2 separate regions of the Mus musculus genome follow, and region 2 is linked to region 1. The links are chromatin contacts, called in public Hi-C maps. All regions are on one chromosome and are shown on one strand. Each heading gives the region's core, a stretch centred on a gene start, on an enhancer-like site or on the middle of the called end of the contact. The rest is flanking DNA. Distances are from core to core; before and after follow the strand shown. Region 1 has its middle 31 kb from the start of Gm35426. Region 2 overlaps Rrp15 (ribosomal RNA processing 15 homolog (S. cerevisiae)).

Region 1 (4,978 bases), core at 747-3,246:
GACTTCAGAAACCCAAGAGCCTAACTCAGGCACCAATAACACTCAGTTCAAAGGAGGGTAGCATTCAAACGGACCTGGAATGAATGAGGAGTGATGAGATTTTCATAGGTAGGCAGGCATGTTTCTCTCAGTAACCCTGACAGAGTTCTAGACCAAACAATACACAGTAGAGTTTACATTCTAAATCAGTTTCTCAGTCTCTACACCAGTTGATATTTTAAACCAGGTAAGTTTTTGTTATGAAGGATAGTCTTTGTATAATAGAACATTTAACAACACTGTGGTAGCCTCTATTCCTACCACTGTTAGGTATTCCAACAAGACTCACCTCTGGGCATTGAGAAATGCCTTTTGGTGGCCCTGACAATGATCCTATTTGAGAAATACTGGTCCAAACAGAGTGAGTGATAATGATATCTAGGAATCAGAATACTGGGACACTATCCTTATCAAAATGAAAGCATTGTATGTGTGTGTATCTGTCTGTCTGCCTCTCTCTGTGTCTCTGTGTCTCTGTCTGTCTGTCTGTCTGTCTGTCTGTCTCTCTCTCTCTCTCTCTCTATATATATATATATATATATATGTGTGTGTGTGTGTGTGTGTGTGTGTGTGTGTGTTGTGGGAGTGGGGGTGTAACAGTAGTAGTAGCAGTAGTTTAGAAATCTGTACAATGTATTTTAATATCTACACTCCCTCCTCCCAACTTCTCCTAGAGACACACCCTCTTCCCGTTTTTTAGTCTCATCAAGGCCAATGTATATAGCCTAAATATTCTTGGATGGGTGGTCTTCCACTGGAATATGGTCAATTTTTCAGAGACTATACTCTTAAGTTAACAATTGACAGTAGTCCCTCAGGCAGCGGGTGGAAGATTTTCCTACCCCCTCCCACTTTCATATGTAGATTTGGTAATCTATTTTAATAACATCACTGGATTGTAATGAACCCACCAGTGAAAATATCATACAACTAGATTAAGATAGTCATCCAAGCAAAAACTTGCCCAGTCCCAAACTGTGTATCTCGGTGAACTTCTGTCCAGGTAGAATGGCCGTTCTGAAGCCATGGGCTTCACTCAGGGTTTTACACTTTTCATGATGCATTGCATTGTAAAGCATTTGCTACCCAAACAAACAACAACAACAAAACCTGTGACAGTTTAAATCAGTAGAACAATTAGGCTTATATCCTCATCCAGGACTCGTGCCCTGTGCCTACACTCTATCCTTCCTCACCACCTATATTCGTGTCGTCCCACACCCATACTTATAGCTCTTTGTATATGCTCATGAACATATTATAAGCTAGGATCCACACAGGAGAGAGAACATGCAGTTGCTGCTGTCAGTTTCTCTAAGTTCAGGTTGCCTCATCGAATGCCTATTTCTGAGTGGGATTATGTAAACTATCTTGGATGGGTAGCTTTTACTGTCAACTTGGCACAACCTAGGATCACCTGGGAAGGAAACTCAATGAGGGATTGTCTATATCAGCTCGGCCTATAAGTATATCTTGACAGCTTGTCTTAAGTTAATCAAGAAAGAAAGACTCATCCCACTGTGGGTAGCACTACTCCCTAGCAGAGGGATCCTAAATTGTATAAGGGGAAAGAATTCAAGCCAAGAACTCGCAAGCAAGTGGGCATGCATGTATTCCTCTCTCTCTCCCTCCCTCTCCCTCTCTCTCTCTCTCTCTCTCTCTCTATCTCTCTCTCTCCTCTTCCTCTCTCCTCCCCTCACCCCCTCTGCTCTTGACTGTGGGTATAGTATGACTATAGCTGTTTCAAGCCTCTGGTGCCTTGACTTTCCTCCTATGATGGACTATAACCTGGAACAGTAAGCTAAAACGAACTCCACACACACACACACACACACACACACACACACACACACACACACCCCAAGCTGCTTTTTCTCAGGCTGCTTTATCAGAGTCACAGAAGTGAAACTCGAGCTCTGCTTAAGCCATTTGGCTCAGTCGATTGCAAGCCCGTGGTTACAGATTTTCTCATTAAAATAACCCCCAACACTGCCAAATACATCAAACACAGTCTTAAATTTCCTTTCTGCAACAACCTGATAGAACCAACATGCAGGTGACATAATATTAGGAAATAAAGTCAACTAAATATCATCAAAGCATCAAATCACCTTAGTCCAATTTTTCTTCACCAAAGACATGCTTTTGATCACTTAATTATGTTTTTCTAAAGTTAGCTGGACTCAGAGAGTTGCTGACCATCACCCTTAGATCTAGATACAACTCACTACTTCTGAGAACATCTGACCAGAGAACAGATGACTCAGTGCCAACACATTCCCACTGTAGGAAGAGCCTAGTTGACTGGAGGTGAGTCACTGGGAATAGACTCAAAGAGGGAGAAGAAAATCTATATCTAAAAATAAAAAGAAAAGAAAAGAAAAGAAAATCTATGTCTTCCAAAGGCATGCAATGCTTTCTTCAATTATTCTATCAGTCAAAAGCTACATTTTACAGAGACATAGGAATGGAGTTCTACAACCATTCCATGTACAAACATATCCACAGATTATCGAACCTTCTAGAAGAATAACAGTGAGAAAGAATAGGTCTCTAACAAAGAGACGTTTTTCTGGGAAAAGGTGAAGCAGAGTCGCAAGGGGAGGGGGTGCCATCACTTACATGTTTGACACTCAGAGGCTGCACTAAAGAAAACATTTCTGGCATATTTTTAAACTTATTATGGCAAGTGGACCCTGCTGGGTCACATGGATAAGCTTGCAATCCAATAGGAGTCAGAAATGCAGACAAAAAATACCCTGGGAAAGTTCCTCTGCTCATGGTAGAAGAGAACTCTGAGCGTTGCCCTCTCCAGCCTATAATTAAGATGAAAGGCATGTTTCCCTCCAATTTGCCATCCAGTGGCATGGTGAACATTCCATCCTGGCTGCCGCGGCCCAATTCCTCTAATACAACACATTTTTTTTAAGGGAAGAAAAGGGGCGGCTGCGGAGGTGGGGGTAGTTGGTAAAATACACATTTCTACTCCTGTAAGTGTTTCATAGGATGATCTATTTCAGTTTCAACTATTTTTAACTCAGTTAAAAGAAAATATTTTTGAATTGCTCATTTCTTACAGGAACTGAAACATAAGGCTGCCTGTCTTCAAGGTCTTGTTTGCTCCAGGTGTCCATTGGTTTTGTTGGTAACCGCTGCATGTGATGGGTCAGCCTCAGAAAGGTTGGATGGTAAGGTGGGGGCCCAGACACTCATGTTTCCTTCACCGTCTTGGGATATCAAAATCTGGCTGAAGATCCTTTGAGAAGACCATAAAAATTCAGACATCCCTGGATTTCATGTGAAATGATATGAGAACCGTTCTTCCCCCTTTAAGTTAGCTCCCTTTGTACCTCTCCTGAAACCAGAAAGTAGGTCTGGACTGAGAGCTTGACCTCTGTGCATGTGTGTTTCCAAAAACATATCTTACATATGTGTATGTATGAACACATAATTTGTAGAAGTATACACATATAATTTCTCAGATTTTTAGATACACATAAACTTAGCATGTATGTTTTTATTTATATCAAGAGAGAGCGAGAGCGAGAGATGGTTACATTTATGAAGCTGGTGTATTTTAATCTTCTAGAAAGGTCATCAGTGGAGTCCTAGGAACACTTTTTAAACTTCAGATTTATTCTATTATTTCATTTATGTGTACTGGTCTAGATGTATTCAGATGTGCATGAGTGCAGTGCTCACAGAGCCCACAAGAGGGCATCAGATCCCTGGAGCTGGAGTTACAGGTAGCCATGAGCTGTCTGACTTGGGTGCTGGGAACCAAACTCAAGTTATCTGAGTGCATAGCAAGTGTCCCTAACTGCTGAGCCATCTTGCCAGTCTAGGTAGCTTATTTGTTAATTAAAATAGTATTTTTATGTGTATAGGCATTCTGAATGTGTACGCCAACTGTACCTGCAGAGGTGGGAGAAGACACTGGATCGACTGAAACTGAAGTTACAGTCAGTGGTAGGCAGCCATTTGGGGACTGGGAATAGAATTTGCATCCTAAAAAAAGAGTAGTAGCCAGTTCTCTTAAGCACTGAGACATGTCTCCAGCCTAGAAAAACATTATTCAAAGGAAATTATTTCACTCATAGACCAGTATGATATGAGATATAAATTCAGTATCATTGTTCCTCTACAATTGTGGTATAGTGAGAAATCCCACAAAACAAACTATTCTATCCCCCAGAGAAAGCTTATGTTAGAAGGCTTCGAACTTATGCCTCTGAAAAAAAACAGGTTATTTCTACAGTAGCCACATTCCATCTCCACAGGGAGAACTGACATTTGGTGAATAATTAGGTAGTTTCAAATTTGCACATGAAAACCTGAACCATGATTGCTGAAGTCTCGACTTAAGTGAGAGATTTGATGCAGTGACTCCGCGAGTATTTTAATGTCACCCTTACTGAGTACATACCCACTAACACATCTTCCTGGCGTATCCAGAGCTACACATCAATAGACTGCCTAGAGCCTGCTACCCAACCAGTCCTGCTTTATTTTTCTGTGTCTGAGGGTAACAAGCTGCATCTCTTTAGACCCTGGAGCTCTCTTTGTCATCCAATCGCCTGCTGCACACAGACAGGGAATAACAAAATCAACCCTCCCACCTGCTCTGGATCACGCCACTTTGGCTCGCCCCTGAATGAGTCAGTAGTCTCCTATTCACACCCATCCGTCGTCTGGGGCTTTGTAACGAGTGTGGTTCTGTGGTCCAGCTTGGAGACCACCAGTCCCTGAACCATGAGCTGTCGGGAATTCCCAGACAGTCCTTCTGAGGATGAGTTAGTCCTGTGTACTTACTTGGGGTGTTCGTCTTTATAATTTTGACCAGTAATAGATAGAAAAGAGAAGGAGGGAGGAGAGAGAGAGAGAGAGAGAGAGAGAGAGAGAGAGAGAGAGAGAGATTGTTTCATATTAAGATATATTT
Region 2 (5,649 bases), core at 2,586-5,085, 270 kb after region 1:
CTCACCGCCTCTCAGATTTCTCCATGACTGCTGTTCCCGTTCGCACCACAGCCTCAAGCTACACAGTCTAACATTTTACTTTGCCTTGGTTAAGCATCTATAAATGGTTCTATATTCATGTGGCCTGAAGACCCCTGCAGGTAGCAGGCTTAGTTTGGTTGGTGGCCACTAGGTATTCTTCTGTACATAATACATTTATCAAAAAGCCCTTAGAGCCCTGAAAATCTAACACCCCTTTCTTCACTCATATATTTTTTTTTATTTTTAAACAAATCTATTTTGTAAAGGAGTAAAGTTTTTAATGGTTTACTTTTATTTTAAGTGCACTGGTGTTTTGCCTGCATGGGTAGAGTGCCACATCCCGTGATTGGAATTAGACAGATGTGAGCTGCCACGTGGGTGCTGGAATTGAACCAAGTCCTCTGGAAGAGCAACCAGTGCACTCTAAACCACTGAGCTGACATTCCAGCCCCACTCGTCTGTCTGCTTTTCAGTAACTCTGAATGACTAAGCCTTGGCTCCCTTGTATCCAAGGGGTTTTGAGAGTATATTTGAAATCTGTTAAATAGCTTTCATGCAAGAAAGAATCGATACTAATATCCTAAAGGTGAGTCAGGACTCCAGTCCATGCTATAAAGACATGACCTATTCTTTCGCTCTGAAATGATATTGTTCAGGCTGTCAAACAGTAACCAACAAGAAACTGTACTTCACACTGTCACCCAGAAAAGGGAAAAAGACGCACCATCACACTGGTGGCTATTAGTCTCCATAATTGTTTCTAGATAAATAAAATTAACTTCTTTACCCTGCAAGGTAGTTCAGTTGGTAAAGTGTTTAGCATGCAAGGAAGAGCACTTGAATTCAATGCCCACAACCATGTAAAAGTAAGACATACTGATGTTCAACTGCAACCAGCTAGGTAGGCTGGAAAGCAACTGAGGAAGACATCTCTATTTACCTCTGGTACACACACACACACACACACACACACACACACACACACACACACACTGTCTCACAACTACCTGTAACTCTGGCCCTGAGATCTCACTCCTTTGGCTTTCAAGAACAATACATTCATGCCCACATATTTAAGAGAGAAATACAAATACAAACAAAAATAAACAAATGTTTAAAAACAACAGCCGTGGGGCTGGAAGGATGGCTCAACAGTTAAGAGCACTGGCTGTTCTTCCAGAGCTCAGATTCCATTTCTAGCACCCACATGGAGGCTCACAGATTCTCTGATTCTCTATCGGGCAACTGACGCCCTCTTCTGGCCTCCACAGGTACTGAATGGCCACGGTGCATACACAGAGGTAGGCCATTTACTACACCCATCTCCCGCACACTCAGTAGCTGGCTGTGGCGGTGCACACCTGTTTGCGAAGCTGAAGCTGGATGATGGAGATTTCCAAGACTACCCTGGTATCTCACAAGTCCGACTCAAGAGTTAGACAGACGTGCTCCTCAGCATCCCCCTCGCACATACAGGTTCTGTTTCAGTATTTTACAACCAAGGCACAGGGACTCTAAAACCTATAAGACATGTTCACATGACAAAGTTACGTCATGAGCTCTCTTACAAGTGGCACTGTGGTCCAGGGGCAACTTGATTCTATGATGGAATAAAATCCCTTCTGAAAGAAGAAATTTGTGAACATTCTCTTCCTTGTGTATGCTTTGAAAACTGGGCTCAACTTCCTGAAGTTAACTGAAGGGCTAGAGAAGTCAGCTCTGCTTCCAGGACAACCTGTTCATCACAGGCAGCTGTGCATGCCCTTTTGTTATCCACGCGGGCTTCAGAAGCTGCAAAGACGCTGTGTGCTGCATTAACCTCCGCTCAGCAATGTCCCATTACTTAGCATCCCTGGATCACTACCGAGAAAGCTTGCTCACAGTTATTTAGATTAAAATGACAAAACCACCAGCCACACAATTTAATATGGCACTTACGTTCCCGAGTGAGATGAAGACACAGACACACACGCACCTTACGGCTTTCCTATAATAAGCATTCAGCACCATGCTACGAGCTTCACTCTGACAGGGGCCCCGTAGTCATGGAACATTTATAGCCCTTGATTTGGCCTGAAAACATAAACCTCCTGCTCCAACCCAGGGGCAGGGTTGGGCCTCAGTGTAGAGCAGATCCAAGTGTGTGCCATGGGTGGTCGCAGGGCTCCCTTCATGGAAAGATGGAGAGAGACGGGTCCTTCTCATGAGAGCGCGTCACGCTCAATACCTACTTCCCTTACAGACTTGGTAACTGGAGCCAAGTTTCACAGAAATAGTGGAGGAAATCACACAGCTTCACTGGTTTTCTAGAACTAAAATAGAAAAGATAACAATTTGAAATTTTATGTACCTTTTTCTTAAAGGCTTAGCCACACAAACCAACGGCACCAATCACCCACCCTCCGTGACAGACAGATCTATGGATCTGAGCAGGGAAGCAGAGATTTCATATCAAATTCACTTTAATTATAAATGGGACCGCACTTTAGAAACCCTGATGGATGATGGGCATGTGTCCACAGCAAAGGATCCTAGAAAATTGCAGTTTACTGCTCAAGAAAAAAAATATTTCTCTGTACAAATATTTTAGAAAAACAGGTTAAATTTCTGTAAGAATTAAAAATACAGCTTTAATACAGTCTGCACCTGAGGAACCCTAGAGCACAGGTTCTCAGGAAGTCCTAGCATTTGGCAGATGGCCATGCGCAGGCTCCCAACCGTCGGGTCATTTGCAGCGGAGCTGGATGCTCCCGTCTGCCGCTCAACGGCTGGCTGCGGCCTCTGCCCTGCCACCAGCAGGCTCCTCGCCCTCGCTCTCCTTGTCCCAGTCCTTCATGCTGGCTCCCATCATGAAATCATCTCGCAGAATCTTCCACCCTGGGCTCTCTTCTGATTTCACTTCAGTCTAAGAAAAATCACAGAACCAAAACATTCACAAATCAATTTAACCATAAAGAAAATTTAAAAATTATATACTTCAAAACAAACTTTTCAATATGTACTTTGAAATGAGATAAAACCAAAATAATATAAAATTGATTTTATATTCTGTGCTCATGTATATACAAATACAGAGTAAAGAAAAAATTTCAATTCTACCAATGAAACATAAAAGCAAAATAATTTAGAGTTGGGGAAAATACAGATTTGGCATCACTTTTAAAAATATTTGGACAACATTAATTAACCTTTGGTGGTACCTTATTAGAAAATCCTTGGCAGTGACTTTAATGGAGCCTAAAGTTTAACCCCAAGCGCACTGAAGCGAGAAGCTAACTGGCACTGTGCAGCTGCTTGAGACAGTGCCTCTTCCAGAGTCTGTAGCAGCGCGGACATACAAGGTCTCACTGCCTGACACAGTCACGGAGTCGGGAACTAATAAAGCCCAGGAGTTAGAAGTAACTGAAGCAAGCAACAAACTCAGGAGACAAGTCATTCCACGCAGCCACGGGGTAAGACCTGGAGCTAAGGACACACGCCTTCCTTTGTGGAACAACAGCACCACCGTGTGGCAGTCGTGTGTACTGCAACACTGACGTGACCAAAACCAAGTCCTGTTCTCACAACCACAGGTAGTCTGCAAATCTATCCCATCTGGGGGCTGTGTCTATGTAGCAAGCATTTTTTAAAAAGACACCAAAATGTCCGCAAGGTTTCACAAGCTAATTACATAACTGTGCTACAGCTTGTTTATTTTTTAGGAACCTATTTATGTATTAAGAGGAAAAATGGACCGCTTCTGCCTTTGTGGGATAAAAAACTAAATCACAGCTTGCACCCAGAACAGCCGGGAGCCAGGGAGGCAGACAACTGCATAGACTGGGAGCTGACTTAGTAGTTCACGTATCGACACCGGCTGCAGTGGAACCAGCACTGGGGACTAGAAACACTCGTGTGGTGTGAGACCACGACAGTGGAATGCTTGTCAGGTGAGTGGCCGGGCCCTGTTCCCCACTGACTGCTGGACTCTCTGGAGCGGAAGCTCCACAGCTATTCCAGGTTTTCTGACTCAACCCCATGCTCTTGCTGGCACTCAGGACCAACAATTACAGCAGGCTGGCCAACTTAACTGCTCAAAGCTTTTGATTAAAGTAGTAATTTGAAATAGGGTCTCATACTGCAAACCATGTTAGACTACGACTCATTACTGTATGTTGCCCAAGCTGGACTTCAACGCGCAGCAATTCTGCCTTAGCCTCCTGAGTGCTGGGATTATAAAAATGAGCCATCATGACCTGGTTTCAATTCAGTTTTTTTTGGTTTGGGTTTTAAATTTATCAACAATACAATTTAGAATTATAAAAGGCAGTGAAACAAGATTGCTCAGTCTTTGAGAATCAGGAACAATAAATAGATTGGTACTCCAGATAGTCTGAGGGCTTTCGAAATTATGACAGTTTAAGCATACTTCATAGTCTGTAATTTGAATAGCTAAAATTCTTGTTTAAATAAAATACAGCAGGTTTGGCCTAATGGACTAGGCAAGGAACTCTCAGCCTGGAATTCAGGTTCACTTTGGTTTTAAAGCACCCATTAGACATCAAGGATGGCCAACCTGGAGTGAAGCTGAGGAGAAGGGAGGCAGGTGAGAAGGTAAAACTGAGACAATCACACAGGAAAACAGACAGACAATAGAAGACAGTGTGAAGTAGAACCCGTTCAGGAGGCTCCTTAACTGCAGTGCAGAAGAGACAGCCAAGGGAGAAGAAAGTCTCCAGGCTCAGCGTGAAGGAAAGTTCCAGAACAACCTCATGCCAGGCCTATGGAATGCAGTACAGCAGTGACTTCACAGGGCACAAGCAGGCAGAAGATCCCATCACCAAGCCACAACCTTCCTGCCAGCACTGACACAACCAGTAAGAGTGAATGGAGACACGGTACAAGAACCAGGACACTCGGGTGCTAGCTAATATGGGAGCAACCTCGGATGGCACAGCAATGCATTTAAATAGCAGAATGGTCACAGGGACACCCTGAGGGGCGATGGATCCCCGCAGAGAATGGAGGCTTCTATAAAGAATACCTCAGTAGGAATATAGGAAAGTGTGGAGACCCTGGCTTATACGCTGCTCAGTGGCAAAGAGCACCAAACCCTAGCTTTGTACTAAAATAAGTGAGTCTGGGGTGAAATGTGACTTCCAAGACTACATGAGTGCAAAGAGACCTTACAAGGCAGGACAGCAAAACAAGAGACAAACAAAACCAGATGGCTACACTGTCATTTACAGTCCCAGATTCCCTCTAAGTTTCTCAAGAGCATCTGTCAAGGAGCCCTGCTGGTCCTATTACTTACATTTTATCATGATGACCCTGCCTGCCTGTTGTGGCTGTCTTTGCTGTATTACTGAGTCGGTGTGTGCTGGCTAGACCCTCTGCAGCACCACATTTCTGACTCTCTGAGTGCCTGCCAGGTGGGAATATCACTCCATATGACGAAAGGGAACGAGGGCTCAGGACATGAAGCCTTTGTTCAAGCATTCATGAGCAAGTCAGCCCTGAAGCACAGGCCAAAATCCACATCTCTTACACACGCTGCTCTACTACCTGTTACCTCCCATCAACAACCCAGCAGAACTAACGCTAAAATACACAGAAAATGGTGTACAATTGTCTCCTGTATTCCATGCC

What was found. A called contact is a pair of places that touch in the nucleus more often than the background predicts.
Region 2: a Hi-C map of muscle stem cells shows a contact between it and region 1, with 3 times the contacts expected there. The contact joins two enhancer-like sites. A contact is called at or near these places in 24 of 39 promoter capture datasets (the 3T3-L1 cell line, 3T3-L1-derived adipocytes, the C10 cell line and 15 more), 4 of 15 datasets of contacts at CTCF or cohesin (embryonic stem cells and pro-B cells), 114 of 484 Hi-C or Micro-C datasets (the 4T1 cell line, the AML12 cell line, the AtT-20 cell line and 58 more), 13 of 115 datasets of contacts at active chromatin or transcription factors (acute myeloid leukemia, bone marrow-derived dendritic cells, embryonic fibroblasts and 3 more) and 1 of 9 other capture datasets (embryonic stem cells).

What each region holds. Positions count from the first base shown.
Region 1 is chr1:186,452,580-186,457,557 of GRCm38.p6, forward strand. No RefSeq gene overlaps it. Among named protein-coding and RNA genes, the nearest start is that of Gm35426, 31 kb to the right of the region's middle. Within about 2 kb of position 1,997, at least 31 of the 459 cell types and tissues checked have an H3K27ac peak or open chromatin away from gene starts, as enhancers often do. A contact at or near this core is called in muscle stem cells and pancreatic cancer cells, where this site is marked.
Region 2 is chr1:186,718,621-186,724,269 of GRCm38.p6, forward strand. It overlaps Rrp15 (ribosomal RNA processing 15 homolog (S. cerevisiae)), which reads right to left. Exons shown (of 5, transcript NM_026041.2): 5 at 2,466-2,926. The coding sequence ends at 2,783. Among named protein-coding and RNA genes, the nearest start is that of Tgfb2, 15 kb to the left of the region's middle. Within about 2 kb of position 3,836, at least 33 of the 459 cell types and tissues checked have an H3K27ac peak or open chromatin away from gene starts, as enhancers often do. A contact at or near this core is called in muscle stem cells and pancreatic cancer cells, where this site is marked.